2 separate regions of the Zeugodacus cucurbitae genome follow, and region 1 is linked to region 2. A link is a contact called in public Hi-C data. All regions are on one chromosome and are shown on one strand. The core of a region is the stretch at or near the end of the contact, and the rest is flanking DNA. Distances in the headings are between cores, read along the strand shown.

What was found. A called contact is a pair of places that touch in the nucleus more often than the background predicts.
Region 1: a Hi-C map of whole body shows a contact between it and region 2, with 9 times the contacts expected there. The contact joins the promoter of Pprc1_1 here to the promoter of LOC105213902 in region 2. A contact is called at or near these places in 2 of 2 Hi-C or Micro-C datasets (both in whole body).

What each region holds. Positions count from the first base shown.
Region 1 is chr2:63,427,951-63,430,650 of idZeuCucr1.2, reverse strand. It overlaps Pprc1_1, which reads left to right and starts at 1,391. Exons shown (of 8, transcript XM_011194648.3): 1 at 1,391-1,985. LOC105218816 (leucine-rich repeat protein soc-2 homolog) reads right to left here and starts at 191. Exons shown (of 4, transcript XM_029044600.2): 1 at 44-191.
Region 2 is chr2:63,251,512-63,254,211 of idZeuCucr1.2, reverse strand. It overlaps LOC105213902 (methenyltetrahydrofolate synthase domain-containing protein), which reads right to left and starts at 1,342. Exons shown (of 8, transcript XM_011187009.3): 1 at 1,110-1,342. The coding sequence starts at 1,200. It overlaps LOC105213901 (BTB/POZ domain-containing protein KCTD9), which reads right to left. Exons shown (of 3, transcript XM_011187008.3): 3 at 1,120-2,700. The coding sequence ends at 2,477.

The DNA.
Region 1 (2,700 bases), core at 142-2,641, 180 kb before region 2:
ATCAAGTTTTAATTAAAAAGCATTTAACCAATTGAATGTATACCTTTATAGTTCACTTTTGGTGTCAAAATATTCTTCTGGTATTATTCTGTTAAAATTATCCACAAAAATTGATTTTTCATTTTATATGCATACATCGAATAGGAAGTTTTTTTGCATAAGTCTCAAACGATTAGTTATTGTAAATTGTTTCATACATAATCTAAATTTCGATTAATATTACCAATCAAGTAAAATTTGCACAGATTTTTTTAAATATTATTTTAAATATCACTGAATCACTTTCACTTGTCTGCGAACGAATGTCCTGTCTATTAAATAATTGGAGAATGTGAATACGATATTTTTTGCACAAGAGTATTTGAGTTTCGTGAGATTAGATTCGGAAGACGCATGCGCAGTAAGAAGATACATTTAAAACCTTATAATAAGACAGCTACAAAATTCAGAGTATTTTAATAGTTAAAAAGTGAAAATTGAGAGATTGGTTTAAAACCTGATAGCTGGAAAACATAAAAATATAGGAAAACTTGTGACTTGTGAAAAACTTTTTTAAGAATCCGTAAGTGTAAGCACCTTATTACATAAAGTTCCCTTCATTAAGTTTGTTTCTTCACCGCTAGTAGCTGCTAGCCTAGCTGTCAGAAAGACGAAGAGTGTCCATATTGACTCTCTCACAAAGAGCGAAATAACAGCTGTCTCGATAGATTATTGCTATACTCGCTATCTTTGAGCAGCTATTTTTCAAATAATTAGAATTTATTCAAACTAAATAATGAAAATGTGTAAACAAAATTTGGTAGCACTAACTGGAGCGTACTCTCTTGTACGAATTCAACTGGATTACTTTGCTGTTGCTCTTCTTACATGTACAATTTTTGACAAGAGAGCAGCGCTTAATGCTAACGGGCAGAGTAGTGGCAGGCAAACCTACCAAACGAACTGAACAGCTGACGAGTGAGTGGAAGAAATAAGTAATTTGTAAGCACTTATACTTAATTTAACTGCTAGAAAAGGATTTTGAAAATACTTGGATTTTTTGAATTTTTAAAGATTAAAAAATAGCGTAAAAATTGGTAATTGATATTTGAAGAACGTTAAACTTCTAAGTTACGTTACATTGTGAAATCTTTGAATGACTATTTATTTTGCATTATTTCAATTTACTATCAATGTGAAATAAGCAGTTTCCTACTTAGGCATTGTTCGTGGTAATGAAATGGTTTACATTTTATAATAAATGCTAGCATTTTTTTTAAACTAAATAGTTTAAATAGTTTTATTACGAACGAATAGGGAGGGCAAGACTCATGAAACACATCTAAGAGAGTTTTTACGTTTTGACAGCACACATTTTTTTCCACGTGCTTACCTCAGAGAAGGAATATTTTGACATTTCATTTAATTGTGCAATTTCGCGATTTTCTATACACACACACGTGGACAGGCTTTGCCCCTCCGTTTAGCACAAGAGCTGGCCTAGGCAATTGTGTAAATACACACACATATGTCTCCCTTGCGCATTTAGGTTTGTGTGTGGAATAAAGATGATAAAGTGAAGCAACTGTCAAAAACGCCTTGTTTGAAACATCGAAATACAAGTGAATTAACCACCGTTGCTGTCGCGCGGCCACGTGAAGAATTTGCTCGTTTAATAGCCGTGTGTTTCATCCAGATTGTAGCAAATTGATAAAACCATTGAAAATAAATATATTGCTGCAAATAAGTGAAGTGAAAATCTATAATAGTGAATTCAGTAATAGAAATTTTAATTTCTCGCCGGTATGTGAATGCATTGTGAGGTTAAAATCGTAAAAGCGGGCGCGGAAGCTAAGCGCTAAAGCAAAAGCACAGGCGAGCACGTTGTTGAACTGACATCAATCGCATGAGATATTTAAAATTTAAGCTATTTTCTAAACCAAACAAATAAGTTTTAGAAAGAAAATATTAAGGATAAAGTACAACATAACGGTGTTTAAATAGAGGTAAGTTTAATAAGAGAAATAAAAATAGCCATATATGAAACGTTTGAAATGATACGAATGTTAAAGGTGGGGGAGGCTGCAAGAGTAACGGCATTGTAGGTTTTTAATTCCTAGCTAAATCATGAAAATAATTGATCAACTGCTAACATATGATTATTGTAATTTTATCTGATTTTACAACTTTTAAAAAATAACGTGCATTTAAATTAATAACTTATTTGCATTCATACATATATACAAATAATGTATACATTAACTAAATACATATATACAACTGTTTTTAAAATTATAACTGTAAAACATTTTCAATAAATTATAATGTATGTGTTTCTTTAATTATTCATTTAACGAAAGTAATTCTGCAGATTTTAAAATTTAGTTACTTAGAAGATAATGCAACGTGTCAATGATTATTGCTAATACCAGCGAATAAAACCCCCTATCCAGCTTTAGTCGTAGCTTATTTTGTTTGATTTTTTTTATAGTTTATATTATTTGTTAATTTCATTGCAAAATAGATAAATAATGAAATATGAAAAGGAATTTATCTTCATATCCACTAGGACAACAAAAACACGCAAAATATGTGTTCATTCGTTAATACAAACAAACTCAAGCATACAAACAGCTGCTTTATTGGCTCTACCAAAAGCACATGGTTGGTTCGAACATTCACCGGCACCATGCTAACATAGCAGTCAAACTCAAACTTTCA
Region 2 (2,700 bases), core at 93-2,592:
CAGCCATCCATACTAAGTGCTATACAAATTATGGCTGACCATATACCAGCTGTACAGTACAAAGTGGTTCTATTGGAAGGAAAGTTAATCGTTCTTACCCACACTGTTTAAACCTCTTGGAATAGTATTCTTAAGCAATTGGGAACGTACAAATGTTTAATCATAGGAATAAAAACATTGACAACTTAAAAAAAAAAAGATGACCACTACCAAATTACGGTATTTGTTTAATTGAAGCATTTACATACATATGTACAATCTTGTATACGTACATAGGTAGCGTTAAGAAACCGTAACTAAATAACTAGAGAGATGGACAGCAAAAATGATGGCATACCCACAAAGCTTTCTAACACTACTCGCCCCCTAGAAAACTCAGGCAGTCAAATATGATTCATAAAGAATGGTGTGTGTGTATATTGACAGAAATCGCAATGTTAAGTAGTTTAATTCGTTTGTTTTTGCTCATTGTGAAACTCGGCGATCGCGTGAAAGATATGGACAGCGATGATGATATACGAAAAGGTGCTACAAAGAATATGAAAATAGGAGTTTACTCTTCTTTTACATAGAAAAGAAAGCACTTGAACAAATTTCGAAAGTATCACGAAAAAGAAGTAATGCAGAAATGTTGATATTTAAAAACACTACAATTTCGCGCTTAAAAGTGTTTGGTATATAGAAAAACATGGGAACATTTACACAAAGTACTGCGTGAATACTATGTGAAATTCAATGTTTTTCTGACATTTGAAGATTTTTAAACAACTTTCAACGAAGTATACATTGCTATAATTGTGTCAATGCAATTGAAATTTACAAATATACATTTTCTATACTGAATGCTGTTATCTCCAGCTGTTCTTAATGAAAATTGAAAAACTAAACTGATTTAATCAGCTCATCCAAAATAGATTGCAACTAACCGCGTAAAATTTGTTGCGACAGATGGAAAGGCATTCAATAAACCGAATAGCCAATAAGATTTAAAATAATGATTATTCCCAATAAAACATTGTATACGTTATCGAATTATACATTAAAAATGTTCATATTTTTCCCTACGATATAAAATAACAAAAAAAAAAACACCATATTCAATTACTTACTTGTAGAAGACACTTCCTGAGTAGCGTTTGAACCATTTTCTGCATTGTTGGCTGCATCTGCAGCAGTAGCGGTATTGTTTTGGTTCTCCATTTTTAGCGGTTTCGCGAAGATCACACCCTTTATTTTTCTTCACTAGTGACACTATAGAGCGCGTAATTCACTCAATAATTTTCTTTTGCTATAATTTGACAATTTTCTGCTGGGCTGCTATCGAACCAAAAAACCACGTTTTTTCGCCTCTTTCCTATCGTACGTAGCGGCACTCGTCCCGTTCGATACTATTTTGTTGTTGTGCTCTTCCCACCAGCGGTACTAGACGCACTGTACTCGTACCTGTACGAGTCTTCTACCTACGTCCCTTTTACGCTGCTATACTCCAGAGGAAGCTAGTTGCTGCTATGTTTTTTCTTGTTTCAATTTTTTTTTTCTAATTCCAACTTCAACGAAGGTGACAAAATTCAACTTTTTAGACAATTTAAATTCGCCAAAATGTTATGAACGCGAAAATTGTTAGCACAAAAATCTCGTCGTGCGACTTTTTGGCTGCTTACTTTCTTCTTTTCAACGAGAGAAAATTTGTTTTTTGGGGGGGGTTGACAGAGATATCACGTCAGCTGCAGAAATAGAATTTCTTGTCTGTGCGATGCAGAGCTGGAACGAAACTGTGACGATTTTCACCAATTTTTTTTCCAAATACCAAATCGCAGAGTTCTCGATAGAATCTCCCCTCACTAATATGGTAAAATCAACACAAGTGTGAATGCGAAAACAAGATAACCATGAAATCACAGGCTTCTTAATGACATGTGTTAGAAAGAAAGCGCTGGAAGTATAGACAAGTGTAGCCAATTCAACATATTTCTTAGCACAGGGTAAATCAAAAGTCAATAAAGTAAAATGGTGAAATAAAATTATCATCCTTTTATTGCTTATGGTTTTATACTAATTTGAAATTGTTTACATTTTTTTTATTTGTAATTTTCAAATTTAAGTCATAAAAGTTATTCAATTTCAGTTGTTCATATGTATCAAGTAAGTAACTATAACCACTTCTATTTGTTTTCCCTTCTCAATCTAAATATATACATGCAAAGCTTAGTCAACTCCGCCCTACTATTATCTATTTATTTATACAAATACGTTTCAATAAATAAAAAATGCAGCCTAAATTGTAATTGGAAAGTCTTATTTTCTATATTATTACAGACTATCACTGTTATGATCGTTAACTCAGCCACTTTCAATACATAAAGATGTATGTACGCTATTCTCCTAACACCATAATTAAGCACAAGCAGGAAATCGATAGTGTTTAAATCACAGGAAATTTAAGGTAAGGAATTGTAGCATTCAAAGTAGCTACACCTCATCGTATGGCCTGAGCCATATGTAATGGTGTAACCATGAGAGTCAGTTCGGCATCTTTTAAATTAGCGCCTCGTAAATTTGCCTCTTGCAAATCACTACCAGACAAGTTGCAACGTTCCAAATCTGCTCCGGCGAGTACTGCAGACCGTAAATTACAGTTCTTCATGTTGGCATCTTTTAAATTAGCAACTCTCAAATTTATTCCAGCCATATTACTACTTT